Regions from separate parts of the Mus musculus genome. Here regions 2, 3, 4, 5 and 6 are each linked to region 1. The links are chromatin contacts, called in public HiChIP or PLAC-seq and promoter capture Hi-C maps. All regions are on one chromosome and are shown on one strand. Each heading gives the region's core, a stretch centred on a gene start, on an enhancer-like site or on the middle of the called end of the contact. The rest is flanking DNA. Distances are from core to core; before and after follow the strand shown.

The links. Promoter capture Hi-C pulls out the DNA fragments that hold promoters and counts their contacts. HiChIP or PLAC-seq counts read pairs in DNA pulled down with a chosen protein or histone mark. Capture Hi-C pulls out chosen DNA fragments and counts their contacts.
Region 2: a FOXA1 HiChIP or PLAC-seq map of pancreatic cancer cells shows a contact between it and region 1. The contact joins the promoter of Coa4 here to the promoter of Inppl1 in region 1. A contact is called at or near these places in 3 of 39 promoter capture datasets (liver and pre-B cells) and 1 of 115 datasets of contacts at active chromatin or transcription factors (pancreatic cancer cells).
Region 3: a contact with region 1 is called in a promoter capture Hi-C map of liver, with 4 times the contacts expected there. The contact joins the promoter of Mrpl48 here to the promoter of Inppl1 in region 1. A contact is called at or near these places in 3 of 39 promoter capture datasets (liver and pre-B cells) and 1 of 9 other capture datasets (liver).
Region 4: a promoter capture Hi-C map of adipose tissue shows a contact between it and region 1, with 2.7 times the contacts expected there. The contact joins the promoter of Ppme1 here to the promoter of Inppl1 in region 1. A contact is called at or near these places in 4 of 39 promoter capture datasets (embryonic stem cells, liver and pre-B cells) and 1 of 9 other capture datasets (adipose tissue).
Region 5: a promoter capture Hi-C map of adipose tissue shows a contact between it and region 1, with 5 times the contacts expected there. The contact joins the promoter of Rnf169 here to the promoter of Inppl1 in region 1. A contact is called at or near these places in 2 of 39 promoter capture datasets (cranial neural crest and pre-B cells) and 1 of 9 other capture datasets (adipose tissue).
Region 6: a contact with region 1 is called in a promoter capture Hi-C map of liver, with 3 times the contacts expected there. The contact joins the promoter of Pold3 here to the promoter of Inppl1 in region 1. A contact is called at or near these places in 3 of 39 promoter capture datasets (liver and neutrophils).

What each region holds. Positions count from the first base shown.
Region 1 is chr7:101,836,419-101,839,207 of GRCm38.p6, forward strand. It overlaps Inppl1 (inositol polyphosphate phosphatase-like 1), which reads right to left and starts at 1,406. Exons shown (of 29, transcript NM_001122739.1): 1 at 1,303-1,406; 2 at 153-533. The coding sequence starts at 334. Gm10602 (a long non-coding RNA gene) reads left to right here. Exons shown (of 2, transcript XR_003946663.1): 1 at 1-999; 2 at 2,384-2,789.
Region 2 is chr7:100,535,621-100,538,395 of GRCm38.p6, forward strand. It overlaps Coa4 (cytochrome c oxidase assembly factor 4), which reads left to right and starts at 1,480. Exons shown (of 2, transcript NM_183270.2): 1 at 1,480-1,572. Gm39058 (a long non-coding RNA gene) reads right to left here and starts at 1,499. Exons shown (of 2, transcript XR_869836.2): 1 at 1,184-1,499; 2 at 1-91.
Region 3 is chr7:100,581,574-100,584,498 of GRCm38.p6, forward strand. Mrpl48 (mitochondrial ribosomal protein L48) reads right to left here and starts at 1,557. Exons shown (of 8, transcript NM_198831.3): 1 at 1,417-1,557. The coding sequence starts at 1,437.
Region 4 is chr7:100,370,383-100,373,206 of GRCm38.p6, forward strand. Ppme1 (protein phosphatase methylesterase 1) reads right to left here and starts at 1,514. Exons shown (of 14, transcript NM_028292.2): 1 at 1,341-1,514. The coding sequence starts at 1,441. C2cd3 (C2 calcium-dependent domain containing 3) reads left to right here and starts at 1,851. Exons shown (of 33, transcript NM_001017985.3): 1 at 1,851-2,114. The coding sequence starts at 2,060.
Region 5 is chr7:99,978,949-99,981,776 of GRCm38.p6, forward strand. It overlaps Rnf169 (ring finger protein 169), which reads right to left and starts at 1,510. Exons shown (of 6, transcript NM_175388.3): 1 at 1,024-1,510. The coding sequence starts at 1,486.
Region 6 is chr7:100,120,076-100,123,120 of GRCm38.p6, forward strand. Pold3 (polymerase (DNA-directed), delta 3, accessory subunit) reads right to left here and starts at 1,425. Exons shown (of 12, transcript NM_133692.2): 1 at 1,289-1,425. The coding sequence starts at 1,348.

The sequences.
Region 1 (2,789 bases), core at 156-2,655:
CAGGAAGTGCTCCCCTGTATCCTTCCTCCACCCAGCGATAAAGTCAAGGTCTCCCCTGGAGACAGGGCTGCAGCCCCACCAGCTACAGTCACCCCACTACCACGATTGCCACCACAACCAAGGAACACTCGGCGTGTGCCCGCCCTACTCACAGGACGCAGAGTGCGAAGGCCCCCGCCACGCTCTCGCTATCTCGCACCAGGAAGCTGCCATCGCGGCCCGCCCGAGCCAGGAGCTCCTCCGCAGCAGCGCGGCTCAGGTCACGGTGATACCAGGCTGGGGCCGGGCTGCCTAGCGCACCCCCGGGACTCGGTGTCCCACACACTGAGGCCATGGCCCACGCAGGGCTCAGCGCCGCCGATGCCTGCCGCTCCGCGCCATCCGCCCGGGGAAGCTTGAAGTCGAGGTTGGGCCCGGGTCCCGGGACTAAGGATCCACCAGCCCGAGAGAACCCAGTATGTGGGTTCCACGCTTGGCCGCGCCAACCGCCTGGATCTCCGCGCAGCCGCCGCCGCCCGCAGCGCCGGCCTCAACTTGAAGAGAAAGAAAAGTTTGTTCAGAGGCGGCGGGGGAGGGGCGGGAACGGAGCTAGGAGCTGGCCGGTCCCCTCCCCCTCCACTCGGCCCAGAGCCCGGGCCGCCCCTGCCCCCAGCCTCTCTCGGCAAGGACGATGCTCCGACAGCCCTACAGGACCCGCAAGACCAGCACCTCCCAAGTCCCACAATTATTTTGTCCCCCCACCTCAAGAAGATCCAGTTCCCCGGTACCCGCTCCGGGACAACTTGTGAGTCCAAGTTCTCGCTGGTGAATTCAATCCTTCCAACGATTCGCAATGAGATGACCCCTAATCCCTATGCAAATCTGATTCTACTACACACATCTCTTCTACTCGGCACCCCCACAGCCTTGCGGGATCAAGGTTCGGAAAGCAAGGCTCCAGGATAGACATCCACAACTACTACAACATCCAAGAGAACAAGTTCTCGTAACTCCTATAAGGTCAGAGGCCCCTTCAGACCTGAACCCCCCAAAACGATTCCTGACACATCCCACAAGATCCCAAAGAGATCCGATACCCCACCCCACACATACGCGCGCGCTCGAGGTGCCTTTCACGCACCGGTCCCCGCAGGCCCTCCAGCCTGGCAAAACCCTTCCCCCATCTCCACCAAATTGCCTGGCACCACGCCCCACACCCGCAGGCCCAGGTTTTGCAGTCCCAGACCAGGAGGACCCCCTCGACTACCTAGAAAAAAAGTTCCCTCAAGTCTCAGAGCCTCAACTACCGAACGCAGGCCCCACCTCTAGGGCGACTCGGGTTGACTCCTAGCCCGGGGAAGCCTCCCTGGACTCCCCGCGGCCACTTAAGATGGCCATCCGCCGCCACCGCGCACCCCGCGCCTTCCGCCCCGCCCGCGCCCCGCCTCGTCCGCCCGCGTCCCGGTCTCCGCCGCACGCCCGCAGAGTGACCTCGGGACAGCCTTGGCTCTTCAGTGCGCCCGAGCTTCTCGCTTTCGATAACTGGGGTAACGTTACGAGGGCGGGCTCATTGGGGCTCTGCCTGTAAAGCTCAGGGCCTGGCATGCAGCGTGCGCTCCGGGACGGCGGCTATTTTTATTATTAATTAAGGAGTAACGAAGGTGACAGCTGTGTAAACTGTAAAGCGCGACTGGGGACTGAACGGGTATTATTAGCACCGCCCCCGCTCCGGCTACTCCCTCCAAATCAACAAACTTGCGCTTCCGTGGGCCAGGTGCGAGCAGGGAGCTCCTAAGACTCTGGCTGCTAAGACCTCCCATCCACCGACCCCTGGGGCGGAAAAGGGGACCCGGCGGGAGAAGACGGGGCGGAACCCAAACAGGGCTTTGGCCCGCCCTATTTCCCCCCTAAAAAAAGACCTGGATGGTGGTGGCGTCTCCAAGGATTTCTCTTCCTGCCCCGCCCCTCTGCCCCCTGGCTCCTTAAAGGCGCAGGCCTCTAGCCGCTTGCCTACAACCACCAACTCCTAGAGTCTGTCAGGAGCATCCCTTTAACCTGGGAGAGAACTTTCGCTCTGGTAAATTGAACCTGTTGACCGAGCCTGGGGTCAACCCTGAGGAGTTTCCCTCTGTTTAGAGGATAAGCCAATTTGCATTGGCTTAACCCATCTAGAACAAAGCCTGGGACGTGACGGGTCTGTAGGGACCTTCCAGAACAGATAAATACAAAAACAGAGATCCTCCACCCACCTACCTGTTTCTCCTGGTCCTGCCAGGGCTTAAATAAAGTAACATCCTCCAATCTGTACCCAGCTCCTCCCGCCGGGAATGGAGGACGCCCACCCCAGATCCCGGGGGTGTGCAGTGGGGTCTTACTTTCCTATGCCTGTATTCCCGACCCACAGGAGGCAGAAGCAAATGGAACTCTACCTAGTTGTAAGCCAGCTTCCTTGGTCTAGACTTCCAGCCCATCCAAGACTACATAAGAGATGTGGCCTCAAAGAAAGAAAGGAGAACGAGTTGGAGAAAAGCTGTCACGACCCTCCAAAATCAATATATTTACAGCTTCCTGAGAGGACGGCGATGCTAAAGACTGTGTCATTGGGGTGAGATGGCTTAACAGGTAAAGGCGCTTTTGCCAAGTTTGAAGACTTTGAGTTGAACCCCAGGGACCCATGTGGTGGAAGGAGAGAGCTCCTGCATGTTGTCCTCTGACTTCCACACCTGTGCCAAGTCATCCATGCAGCCCACACACCTAGGCACACACTCAGAATAAACACAAATACAATTTAGCCGAAGGCTAGAGGGTGC
Region 2 (2,775 bases), core at 230-2,729, 1.3 Mb before region 1:
TTGGTAGACAGTGGAAGGAAGATCTTGGAGACTGAGTTCAGCCTAGTCTATAGATCAAGTTCCAGGATAGCCAGGGCTACACAGAGAAATCCTGTTTCAAAAAAAAGTTTTAGAGGTGAAGTTCATTATATGTAGAGAAAGTTGCTAAAGTAATTTTATCTTGTTTACTGGTTATAAAGTAGAATTTTATCTTCTCTGATGACAGGTGAAAATCACCAGACATAGATATATGATAAATACACATATATGGTAAATACATATATAAGTACATATATGCTTGATGATCTATATGTATTTATCATAAATATGTGTGATGATCTTCACTTATCATAGTAAAGAACTAAGCTTCAAGGTTGGTCCCGGTGGCACACACTTGTCATTGCAACACTCGGAGAGCTAAGGCAGGAAAGCCACAAGCTTGAGGCCAGCCTGAACTACATATTCAAGGCTAGCTACTACACACAGTAGCTACTGCTACATAGTGAGACCCTATCCCCCCAAATACAAATAAAATACCCAAAACAAAACCAAAAATAGATACAAAACATAATAATGGTATGTGAAATGACAGATAATCAATAAAATGAGCTTTTCTCACAGAATTTAGGAAGGTTGATTGTGTGTGTGTGTGTGAGAGAGAGAGAGAGAGAGAGAGAGAGAGAGAGAATTCAATGGTCAGGAATGACACAGAATGCCATTCAGAGGTAAAAGAGGATTAGAGTTGTCTGGATATGGCTAGGTGCAATAACTCACTTTCCACCCTGAAGCCTAGAGAGATGGAAAGTTAAGAAAAGGGTCTCCAGGGAGCTTGTGTGCACTGTCAATGAAAGTGGGGAAGAGAAGGCAGGCAGAGTGAGGAAAGATCAATCCCTTGGCCCCTGCAAGATGGTTCCTGAGTAAAGTTGCCAGCCACCATACAACCTGAGTTCAAGACCAGGACCCACATGTTAGGACAGAATCAATTCTTGCTGTTCTCTGCTCTCCACACGTGTACCTCAACGCCACACATAAATACACAAATGTAAATAGAAAATGCCTCTTCCTTTCACTTCAGCAATTAGGGCATTCTAGATCCTAGTTATGGCATGGGACACACTGTGCATACATGTTTCTTTGTTTTACTTGGGAATGAAAAATGTCCCATTTGAAATTCCTTTTCTGGATCCTGTGCCCTTCAGCTTACTTGGCAACCCATGCGGTAACACTTCAGACATGGGTCCAGTCAGAGCTCTTGCTGATGAAAAGGCATAATGGCTACCCGCCTCCTCCGTCACTCTCAGGTGGCCTGGAGTCACCTGAGGGTGTGTACACAGTCTCTCAGAACGATCCAAGGTGCCTTCCCTAGGATCCGGTCTCCATTGGTCCGCTCCTTCCGCCCTTTCCCGGAAGAGGCGGGCTGAAGGCGGGCTCTACACGGAGAGTTCACCAATGGGAATTGCAGAGGGCTCTGTTCTTCCGCGTGTGTGCTCCCGCTGGGTCGGCTTCCTGCGGAGAGAACAGGGGGCGTCCTTATTGCCTACGAATCCCCGCGTCTGGGGCGGAACGCGCTCGCACGCTCTTCTGCACCTGCGGGTGAGCACTGCGCACGCATCCCTACACCGGATGCACAGTGGGGACGGCGGGAGTGCTCCTGAAACTGGGAGAGGTGCTTCAGGGGACTTGGATGCCTGTATTTCTCTCCTTCCTCTTCCTTGTCATGCCTTACTAGAAGGCCTTGCCAAGCTGTCAGGCATCTAGCCTGCCCTTATTTCTAAGCATGGGTTGAACTCATTTTATTCAAGGAGTACCGAGGACAACATGTATTGGACATATACTGCAGTGCTATTTACAAAGTCTACCTAGTGAATCTTAAAGCGATTTTATTTTGTGTGTGTGTGTGTGTGTGTGTGTGTGTGTGTATGATTTGTTGACGGCCCTACCTAATAATACAGGTCTCCAGGCAAAGACATTTACCCTTTTATTGTGCCTCCGTAGCGGTGAGGTTTATATAGAGAAGTGCTTAAATCGTCTTGTGACCTACCCCTTTTCCTCATGATAATAGTCTTAAACTCCTAACATGGGCTGCAAAGCTTTGCTGATCAATCATTTACTTATTTCTGCCAATTTTCATTTCCTGCTCTTCTGGTTTCTCCAGTTACTGAAGTGTTTTACGAGGCTGAGAATCAAATTCAATTTACTTTTCCACGTTGGACATTTGTACTACTACCAAACTACATTTTCAGCCCAGTCATCGAACTTGTGATTCCTCTCATGTGTCTACCTCTAGCCAGAAATAGTTTTCCCATGTTTGGCTAACTCATTCATCCTTGAGTTTCATCCTGGAAGTCAGGTTCTCTAGAAAGTCTTGACAGATTAGACCTGCCTCGTTTTCCCAGCTGTCTGTACATACTGTTGTAAACTTCCAGTTTACTTGCCTAGATTGTAAACTCCATGAGGGCAGGAATTGTCTCTAGCTTGGTCTTGTTTGTATACTCTTTTTTTTTTTTTTAAAGATTTATTTATTTATTATATGTAAAGTACACTGTAGCTGTCTTCAGACGTACCAGAAGAGGGCATCGGATCTCATTACGGGTGGTTGTGAGCCACCATGTGGTTGCTGGGATTTGAACTTCCGATCTTCGGAAGAGCAGTCGGGTGCTCTTACCCACTGAGCCATCTCACCAGCCCTTGTATACTCTTAATATAGTAGCCAACACACAACACAGTAACCACCTATTAATGAATAAGACAGAAAAGAGGCATTTAGCGCCTTTATACCCCGTCGTAACAAACTTT
Region 3 (2,925 bases), core at 307-2,806, 1.3 Mb before region 1:
CCACACCTTTTCTGTCAGCTAGGACTGCTTAATAATAATATGTGAAGAGCAAATAAAACTAAACAAATGACTACAAAATACCAACATTCTTATTAGCACCATCCTTCATCCCTTACAAAACACCCATTCCTATTTGCAGTATCCTCTATTATACTTTTGGGCTTGTTTTTCTTTTTCTTTTACTTTTTGAGGTCAGGTTTCAAGTAGCTTAGGTTGGTTGGCTTCAAACTAAATCTATAATCACAGCTGTCCTTGAACTCCTGATCCTCCTACCTCTGCCTCCCAAGTTCTATGATTAAAGACACTACCCCAATTCCTGGCTTTGTTAGATGATGGCCTTAGTGCCAGGTTTCCATGGATTCTTCTGCACTATTGCAAATTATATTCCTTGCATACTGATCTTCTCTTCCTTCCTTGGAAAGAAGATAAATAGAACCAGAGAATAGAATGGAATGTTGAAGTTTATTTCTATTATCTTTGCAGCAGACCTGTTATCACAAATTGGCTAAAGAGAACTAGTGGGTCCCTTCATGAAGGATGGGATGAGAAACTCAAATTTAGAGACATTCAAGGGTAGTCCCACATCCAAAAATGGCAATGACCATATTGATTTATACATACATTATGGTGATAAAGTCTCTATAATTAATGCCTGGAATAAAACCCCAATACGAAGAGAACAGGAACAACAACAACCTAAGCAATATGACACAAGTGGAAAAGACCAACTGAGATCTGGTAACTTTGTTAAGGGAAGAGAAAAACAAGGACCAGATTTAAGAATGGTAGTGTGGCTTGGGGTAGTGATGCGTACTTGTTATCCAAGCACTGGGGGGAACTGATGCAGGAGACTTGTGTCATGAGCAGTCTGGGCTACATGATGAGACCTCGTCTCATAAAAGGAAAGAAGGCTCACCTGGTTCTGCAATAGTCTCTTAATATTTTGGAAGCCAAGAGTAACAAAACGAAATGGTTGGTTCGCTCGGTTTTATGAAATGCTCTCAAATAAGATTTTGTAAGCAAAAGTGTAATTTATCATTATTGTATTCCTCTTATCACCGAGTAACTTCATTCACATCCCAACCACTTCAGCGAGGATTCTCTTAAAAGATGATTAAATGTAAAAAGTAGATGACCTGCCCAAGGTCAGACAATTTAAGGGGACGATATTCCGTGTGTGGGGACTCTCCCTTTCCTAGGCACGAGGCAGCGAGGGTGACAAGTGGAGGGGGCGTGGCACGAGACTGGCAAGCTCGCCCTGGGCCGGGGAAAGAATTGACAGTGAGGCGCCGCAGGGACTGCTGGGAAAGGCCTGTTCGCAGAGTCCTAGGCCTAAACGTCCGCACGCAAACACCTTCCAGCTCTGCTTTCCCTTCCGCTTTCCTCAGCTCCCTACGTGCGTGGAATCTGCGTTACCTTTCCCAGGGTTCCGCTCATTCTCGACCACAGCGGCTTCTGAGCAAACCGAAGATCCACCCTAGCAATCACGACCCCAGGCGTCTGGAAACAGGGCCGGAAAGGTCTTCATCACGTCCGTCCACCAAATCCTACCGAGACGCTTTCTGCTCACGCAGCATCTTGGTTCCGGAAGTTTTTAAAACCCAAGGGATAAAACTCTCCCCAGATTCCACCCTCACCCCAGCTCCTGTCACCTTCCCTGTGATTTCTCTGGGCAGTATGGATTGCCGTCTTTGTTACCGAGTGCTTTTCACATAATTTTGGTATCTCACCTATGAGACTACATATTATTTAATGTCTCTCTTCTCTATTTTGATTGAATTCCTTTAGGACACAGATCCTGTCTGGTTAATTTATTCCAGCGTCTCGTATGCAAATCTTGACTTGTTACCTCGACTTTGGAGCTGATTAACCCCAGGTGAACTTTCCTAGCGTTCCATATCCTCATAGTAATTAAGAATAATTATCTTTTATTGAGAGGCCATGATGTGCAATACTTTTCGTTCAGTAGCTCACAGTTTTTTTTTTCTTTTTTTGTTTTTGTTTGCTTGTTTGTTTGTTTTGGTTTGGTTTTTTGAGACAGGGTTTCTCTGTAGCCCTGGCTGTCCTGGAACTCACTTTGTAGACCAGGCTGGCCTCGAACTCAGAAATCAGCCTGCCTCTGCCTCCCAAGTGCTGGGATTAAAGGCATGCACCACCAAGCCTGGCTTCTTCTTCTTCTTCTTTTTTTTTTTTTATTAGATATTTTCTTTATATACATTTCAAATTTCAAATCTATCCTGAAAGTTCCCTATACCCTCTCCCCGACCTGCTCCCCTACCCACCCACTCCCACTTCTTGGCCCTGGCATTCCCCTGTACTAGGGCATATAAAGTTTGCAATACCAAAGGACCTCTCTTCCCAGTGATGGTCAACTAGGTCATCTTCTGCTACATATGCAGCTAGAGACACGAGCTCTGAGGGTACTGGTCAGTTCATATTGTTGTTCCACCTATAAGGTTGCAGACCTTCAGCTCCTTGGGTGCTTTCTCTAGCTTCTTCATTGGGGGCCCTGTGTTCCATCGTATAGATGACTGTGAGTATCCACTTCTGTATTTGCCAGGCACTGACATAGCCTCATATGAGACCAGGGTCCCTTCATCAAAATCTTGCTGGCATATTCAGTAGCTCGCTTTATTCCTCACAAGCCTCCCGGAGAGAAACTGCTCGATTTTACAGACAAAGGTCTCTCAGGGTAGACCAGGCTGGCTCTGAATTTGTATTTGCCTCCAAGGTGCTTTGATAACAAGCTTAGGCCACTACACTCAGCTACCAACTATTTAATTAGCAATACCTTTTGCCAGTCCTTTGATGGAATCCTGGGAACACAAAAATGAATAGCTTGTGGTTCCTGCCCTTAAATGGCACATTTAAATCATTACAGAGCAATAAGAAATTCATGTCACCAAGATAGGCATATAAACTCTG
Region 4 (2,824 bases), core at 264-2,763, 1.5 Mb before region 1:
TTTAATAGCAGGACTCTCTCTCATCTCCTATACTCAGTCTTCACAGAACTGCATACATCTTTTCTTGCCTTTTGGTCAGTCTGTGGAAATTCTTGAAATATATCTACCAGCTTCTCTCTCCAATCCCAAATCCAACATAGGTCTCTTTTCTCTTTACCATCAGTAGTCCTCCAAATAGCCCAATGACTATCCAGTTCTCTCTGCCTTCCAGCAGCTCTTACTAGGATGTTCAACTATCACGATTTCTCCAGCAGGCAAGCATCCTATAACTATAAATGACACAGCCTGTCAGGGATCTAAATTTCTAAAGTTTCTTTCATTAGCTCAGCTTTTATATTGGGAGTGTAGCTCAGTGATGTGGCATTTATCTAGTTCTGGGTTCCAGCCTCAACACCACAAAAATTAATAAATGTTTCTAACCCACACACATAAGCACACACACACACTCAAGCCCTACTCCCTTTCCAGCAAACCATTTACTCCCATTTTATTGTTAAGTGGTTACTCCCAGTGCTTCACTAAGTCTAATTCTTAGACCAATAGATAGTTTCCCTCAGGTCCCATTTGCTTGGCAAAACAAAACAATTGACAAAATCTTCTTTGGTTTTCAGATTTTACCTCTCCAGTGCTTCCATTTAACAAATCCTACTCGAAATTATTTCTCAGTCTCTGGGATATCAGTGGTCACTGTTCCAAACTCAGCTGTCTTCCTCATCACACCCCCCCTATTTCCCTAGCCTCTGGGCTCACTCCCTTGATAACAGTCCCCTAGCCATGTTCTCTGTCTTTCCTTAGGCCTATTCTCCAAGTTTTCTGATTCACCCCCTCATTCTCTGAACTTGACTCTTACACTTCTGGAAACTTTCTCTAGAACCTTCTACTCCCTAGTCTTTGCCTCAGATGTTTTCTATAACCCTCAGGTAAAAACCTTCTTACTCCTGGCTCACTTACTTGATTCCCCAAACCCGTCAACTTTTCTCTCAGTCATTCCCTATTCCCCTCAACGATGCCAGATTTCTCCTCATCTCACTGATTCACTCTTTCTCCCAGACTCATCACTTCTAGAGTTGATTCCCGTCATCCCTTAGATTATCCTTTCATTTTCTCAACCTTGTCCTTATTCCCCTTCTCCAACAATGTTATCAGTCCTCCAGTGGACTACTCCCTTAGCGCCTCACCTAGTCCCCAAATCTACCTTCTACTCTATCTAAACACCTCCAGGCCAAGGCCAGCATTTCCTCCAATTCACAGCGTCCCTTCCCGTGGCACTCTGAATGCCCAGACACCAATCTCCAATGGCCTGGGCCTGGTCTCCTGGGAGAGTGGTACAAGTCACGTACCCCATCCGCATCTTGGCTCCGCTCTGACTGCCCCCGCTGCCGGGTAGAGGAGGGCGAGAAGGTAGGCGGCCGAGGTGCATGCTTTTTTCAAGGGCCGACATCAAAGGGAGGCCGCACGTCGACAACAGTGGCCCAAGGTCCGTCCCACGATACGTGCAGTACAACCGGTCACAGCTCTCTCCTCTAACGACGCCCAGTCGCCTTTGGACAGCAACCAGCCACCGGCAGCGCCGCCTACCGCCCACTGGCTCAGTAAGCCCCGCCCCCTCGCCGCAGCGCTTCCACCGGAAGTGCGCAACAGCCTTCGCACAAAGGAAACTGGGTAACGGAGTCTGCGGATCTCTCAGACTCCTATCAGAGAACTCGACAACCCTAGCAGGAAGAGACCTCTTGAAGGCAATGCATGCTGGACAATGAAGTCCTCAAATAGTGTATCAATTTGCGCTTGCGCAGATGCAGGTGCCCTGGTCCAACTTGGCCAAGGTAGGGAAGCAAAGCATCATGGGTGTTGTAGTCCATTTGCAGGGGCTCTAATTGGCGCCTTCTTTTGGCACCGCTTTCCGGGAACTGTTGGTGAAAGAGTGTTTCTTCCTGCGTCCCAGGCTTCCCAGCGGCGCCCGTTGCCGGGGAACGCAGGCGCCGTGGGAAGGGATGGCGGGAGCGTACAGCTTAGGAGCTGGCACCTGCGTTGAATTTGTGACGAAGGGCCCAGGCTCGGGATGAAACAACGGAAAGGCCAAGGGCCTGGGGGCGGCCGTGGGCGCAAAAAGAGAGGTAACTTTATTTCTTTAAGGTTGAGAAAAGCATAAAAGGGCTAAAGAATTCTAAGGAGACTTCCACCCGCTCCGGTTAAACAAAACAAAACAAAACAAAAGAGGACGGAAGAGAGACTAACTAGGGAACCAGAAAGTTAAGAGAATTTTTTTTTTTTTTAAAGAATGGAAAGGAAGTAGCGCCTGAGGGTCGATAAATGAGGCAAGTGAGGATTAATAGATACGGATAGGAGAACAACAAAATTAAACGTGCTCTTTTTACGACAGGGATACACGTATGTGTGTTAGAGGTATTCGGAGTAGGGGGAAGGGACATAACTCTGTCCGGAAAAACCTTAGATGGTGAAAGGGTGTGTGATAGAGGACATCGTGAAACCTGTAACCCAAGCTTACTCAAAAAGCAAATAAAACCACTTATATATATATATACCCTTCTACTTCTCTGATTTTTTCCTTGGGAAGCGATTGCGCTTCATAAGAATATACTGAGATCTCATCAGGAATCAATACAAGGAGTTTTTTCAACTAAAACAGTTTGTGTCCTGTAGCATGAAGAAAAAGATCTACCATAAAGCGCAGGGATAATTCGTTGAAATGGAAACATATGTGCATATATGGACTGCTCCTCACTTAGAATGACTTGAATCCAACTTAAATCCTCTTAGTTATCCAGCTCCTATAAGGGGGCCCTATGAACCCCAGGCTGGCCTT
Region 5 (2,828 bases), core at 260-2,759, 1.9 Mb before region 1:
TTTCTAGGAACTGCACTTTCATATACACACAAAGCAATGCCTTCCTTCTGCTGAAAACGACGTAAGGCAGAATTCCTAACATAAAAGGGCTAGCAAATGGCTTTTCCTGATTCACGGTTCTTGAAAATCTCAGCTGTAGGTATGTTGCTTAGGCTTGCACCAAAGAAGCCTAGGTCTCGGTTCATGTTACAAACGGAATTTTCTATCTCAGACTTCAGCACCAACAAGTGATGGGCTGCCGACGGTGAGAAAGGCAAAGGAGTTCAGGCCAAGAGTCCTACAACAGACCTTTAAGTTGCCAGCATCATAGATGAAACTTACATAGAAAGACAGAAAACAGCCCCCAGCCAAACCAATCTTTGTCTCCAAAACTTAAATCCCACCCAGCTTTCTTCATCAAGCACCACTAACGTTTATGATTAGTATTATCACCAAAATAGATGGCATTTATCTCATCCTGTGTGGCAAGCTCTGCGCTAAGCATGCATATATATATATATTTTTTTTTTTTTTTTCCCAAGATAGCATGAGAAAGAACTTCACACGAGAGCTCATCCTCAAAACCCACTCTGCTCTCAAGTCTGCAAAGCTCCCCCTGAGCCTGGGATATCCCACACCTCATTCTCTCCAGCCCTGGAAGACACATCCCTCCTAGACCGCGCGACCCCAAGCCCTCTGCCCAACACTGAAACAAGCGCTGCTGGGATCCTCCAGGGCCCCTCCCCCTCCACGCACCAACTTCAACATGCCCCTAACTTGTTCCAGGAATTGTTTCCTTCCAAACTTCTGACTTACGCAAGGCGCGGGGTCCCCTCACTGCCCCTCCAAATTCAACACGCGTACAGTTCGCTCCAAAGTTCAACCTTCACCAACACATACTGCGCCTGGGCAGAACCCGGTCGCGACCCCAGCAGAACTCTCCACACCCGCGGCAGCAGAGCCCGGGACCCTCCACCCCGCTCACCAGGCCAGACCCGGCGGCTGGGCCTGGCTGAAGCCCACAGGGGCGAGGGGAGGCTCCACCTGGCTCCGCGAGCGGCTCCGGCTCCGGCCTGGGCCCCGAGGCAGCCGCGCCCCCGTCCCGGCGCGGGCGGCAGGGTTCTGGCTGTCCACGACGGGCGCGCTCGCCCATCAGCTCCGCGGCGGCCTGGCCGTCGTCGCGCGCCCGACGGCGGGCCCAGCCCGAACCGCGGGGACGGCAGCGACGGCAGCCCGGGCCCGCCGCGCGCGAGGCGCAGCCTCGGCACCGCGAGTGGCTGCACGGCAGGGCCGCCACTTCCCCCGGGGTCTCCAGGCACCCGGTGCAGCCCGACTCCTCCGGCCGTGGCGCTGACCGCAACACTAACAACGCGGGGCTGGAGGCCGGGCCCGGAGCCCCGGCTTTCGCTGCCGCCATCTCGTCACAGCGGCCCCTCCGGCCCCGCCGACTCAGAGCTGCCGCGGCCGCAGCGGAAGAAGCCCGAGTGCTCGGACCTGCCGCCGCCATCTTGTTTCCCGTTTGAAGGGAGAGTCGGTTGCGGTGGGAGAGGAGTAGAGGGCGGGGCAGTGCGCGGCGGACAGCTATCTGCATATTCATGAGGGGGCGGGAACCTAGTCCGCCTGGGGATATTTCTCCTAGGGCCTTTCGCTTAGCAGGAGGAGACTGCTTATTAATATTTAATGATTATTCTTTATATATCTGGTCTTTCAGCCCGCCCTCCTGTTTTTGTAGTTTCTAGCACTGAATCTTGAGAGACTGAAAGAATTTATTTGGAATTTTTGAGCGACCCTGAACTTTATAAAATGAACTATAAATATGAGCTATCCAGAAACTTGTCGAAGTACTTCATTTGGTAAGGGCTTTCTCCTCGGGGCCATAGCAGCTTGTTGTGATTAGCATGAGGCCTATCATGACCAAAAGTCTTGAGTGATTGTTGAAATAACAACCTGACCAGCCCTCATTTCAGCCCCTCTCTCTCCACATCCCTTTATGAAGTCCCCTCCCTTGGCTGGGGCAAAAAAAAAAAGCATACTTTATTACACAAACCCTGCTCCTCAGATTACTTCTGTGTTTGATACTTAAATGTAGATACTCTTGTGTAAGCTTGTGCCTTTTCTTTTCTCAGTCTATATGACTCCCTGGTCTCCTCTTTTCTTCCCCATGAAAGCCCACACTAATATCTGCAGTTCAGAGTTATTGAATTTATCATTATGGATATCTGCATGCTCCGTGCACAAACCTAATGTCTCCATCCTTTCAAAACAGCCCTTATTTCCCACATTCTATTCACAGAACCATCTCAAGGGTCCTCACGCTCCCAGCCCAGGCATCTTTAACTTATAGTCTTGTCATTTTCTGGCCAAAATGGCTCTATTTCCAGCCTGTTCCCACCCACTTCTTCATTCCATAAGCCCACTGCATGATTTCTTTCTCCTCATCTCTTCACCTAGCTGGCAGCTGTGACTTCTGCAAACTGACCTGCCATCACACAACCCCTCTTCCTATAAGCTTTGTCCCATGGATCTTAGAGTTCATTCCTACCGGCCAGCTCTGACCACATCATTCCTGTTTAAGCCAGGGAGAGGTGTTGAGACTTTGCTGTGATTTTCCTTTCTGGATACAGAGGATTTAGGAAAAAGAATGGCTCCCCCTGATGGAAAGATGACTGTACTACAACAAGTCTCGGGGTGTTGCCTATTTATTTATTTATTTGTTTGTTTGTTTGTTTATTATTTTTACCTTAAGGTGCATTTGGACCAAGATGTTATCTTTATGGAAAATCACAGGCTTTGTAAAGACATTATTTTTAAGCAACTGTATGTAGAAGAAAGCATCTAGAAGCTCCAGG
Region 6 (3,045 bases), core at 175-2,674, 1.7 Mb before region 1:
TTCTGAGTTCAAGGCCAGCCTGGTCTACAGAGTGAGTTCCCAGGACAGCCAAGGTTATACAGAGAAACCATGTCTCGAAAAACAAACAAACAAAAAGAGCCTGGGTTTGATTTGTTGGATTCGTACGGTGGAATGAGAGAACTGGTCCTCTGACATCCATAATTGTGACATAGCACAATTATGTGTGTGTGTGTGTGTGTGCGCGCGCGCACGCGCATGACACTAAACATAATAAGAAAAGTCTTAAGAGTCTACAAAGCCAAGCCAAAGATTATTTAGCTCAAACTCCTTGTCTTACTTAAAAGCTCTCTGACCCTCTTGTCTTTAAGAAGCTACCTAAAACTATCCTAAAATTTATCTAAAACCTAGCATTACTTGAAAGCACATAACCCAGGAACTTCTCAGTAAATTTGCAACTATTCAAATGTTAAGAGGAACAGGTGGTGTGGGAATCAAAAAAAAAAAAAAAGAGAGAGAGAAAAATGGATAAATGTAGTATGGGGTAATTTCAAGAACTAGGGGCATCGAGCCTCCATCCTTCCCTGACCCGGTATGTCTGTTGTTTCTTCCAAAGCTAAACGATGCACTCCCAATAAGAGGACTAATAAAGATTGGTCAGAGGCAGAGTGGCAGACAGAGGCAGAGGGGAAAGAGACAGACCTGGGATTCAAGAATTTATCTATCCAGCCCTAATGGCCCTTGACGCGTTTATACACGTCATTTGACCCTTGGCTAAATCCCACTTCTAGGGATAACACAAAAGCCTGGAGGACCCGGGAGGTGTGAGTCGGTGTACCAAACTGTGTCCATGGGCTCACAGCAGCAAAGGTCCATCACACCCAAGTCTCTTCATTTTTACGCTAGCCCGAGGAGGTGGGTCAAGCTGCTTTCAATATTTAAATTTCCAGGAAGAGGAAACTGTCTCTGGTGGGTAAAGCACCAGGCAGTCGCCTATGAAAGTCGGCCAGTCTCAACTGTCTTGAGGGGCCACCACCCGACAGAGCAGGGAAAGGAAGCCTCACGAACCCCGCTGGCTTCCCAGGCTCCACGCCCCCGGACCTCACAATCCCGCCCAAGGCCCCGGGGCTTGGGCGCGCGCCAGAAGCTCTGCCCGCAGGGCGTGTCTCCCTACGCGGGTTTCGCGGTGACCAGTGGCCACCTCAGCCGGTCCCCGAGAAGCCACAGGCACCGGGGGTCGCGACCCCTCGCCGACCGGGCAGGCCCAGTCCCCCGCACACCCGCCTCGCACGGCCCCGCCTTCCCCACCCCCGTGGTCCTAGCTCCTCACGATCTTGTTCTGGTCCGTGACGAACTCGTCTATGTTTTCTAGATACAGCTGTTCCGCCATGGTGGTGCGGCTTCGAGCCCCGCGCTCAACCCGCCCCAGCCGTAGCTCCCGCCGGCGGGAAACAGCTTCGCTCACTCTCGGGTCACAGGTCGTCTCCCAGGGCAACCAAGGCGCCGCGCTACGGCGGCGGGTGAGGGCCAAACTAGTGAGAGGCCAGCCAGGGCTGATGTAGGGGGAAGTTGGAGCGAGACCGACCGGAAGTGAGGCGCGAGCCCGTGGTTGTCGGTGTGCACCTGAGAACGTTGCGATTTCTCTGCTACCACAAGTAGACTGACTCATAACCTTATATTTCACCGCTGGGGGCGGGGGAGTGCTGTGGCCAAGAGTACACATGGAGCCTACATTGTAAAGGAGAGGGAGGAGGGGGAAGAGGGGGAGGAGGGGTGGCTTAAAAGAGTTGGTGTCAGGCGTGGTGGTGCAAAAGCAAGCAGATCTTTGTGAGCTGAAGACCACCCTGTTCTACCCATGGAGCTCCAACCTAGCCAGAGCTACCAAGTAAGAGTCACTAGATTAGGGACATGATCTTTGGGTCAACCAGGAGTTTCCCGGAAGATGTGAAAAGACTGGGGAAAAGAGCAGACGAGAAATCAAATCATTCTATTTGGCTGGAGTTATAAGTGAGACGATACACATAAAACCTTCAAGCTGTGCTCACCACGATCACACTAATAATAGCTGGTAACTGTGTTGTTACACGACAAACATATTGAGCAAGTGCTTTGAAAATGAAATTTCATTTAGTCTCATAGAAACCCAGCAAATGCATTGTGTGGTTTTCATAGAGAATCATAACAGATGCCTGTAAATAAACCCAAGATCATGTCAAAGAGATTACAGTTGTGTCTACAAATACACTGAAAGGTTTTAGGGTCAAAAACAAATCAGAGAAGAGTATCCCTTGGAATTTTCCCTCCCACGAATTAAGAGATGAAGAAAGTCTTTTAGTTTCATGTATATTCCCCAGATATATCACAATTACTTACTTACTGAGTAACTAGCATGTGGTGGGCATCTCTAGCAGTGACCCTAATCCTCAAGTAGTCTTGTTAGATTTTATTATCCCTTTATACACACACACACATACAAAAGATGAGGTCCCATCATTTCAAACCACCTTCATGTTGTTCATGGGAAGAGTGACTAGGAAACAACTGCAAGGACTTTGAGACAGGGTTTGTGTAAACAAAAACTATTTTAAGTATGATCTTGGGGCCAATGAGATAGCTCAGTGGGTAAAGTGCTTGCAGCACAGACCTGATGACCTGAGTTCAGTCCCAGGGAGCCACATAAAGATGGCAGGAGAGAACTGATTCCTTGGAGTCATCCTTTGGTCTCCACACACCATGGTACATGCAGGCCCATGTATATGCACAAAATAATTAATAAATAAAAATTCAAACTTACTGTATTCATAATGTCAGAACACCCACGTGTAATAGACTCTCAGCAAATGAATTTTGCTTGAAGTTTGGTTACAATGAAGGCATTGAGAGCTAAGTGAAAATACTGCTGAGAAAGAAGTAGAGCTCTGATGTGCCCACTGTGACTTACCATCACTGAATGGGCAGGGGCCATGTTAGACTTTGTATTTAAATATTCTCGTGTAATCTCGTCAACAATCTAGGATGTAAATATTACCTGTATACTAATATATAGATGTCAGATAACTTGAGTCTTTATCTCAGTTTTATAGAAAC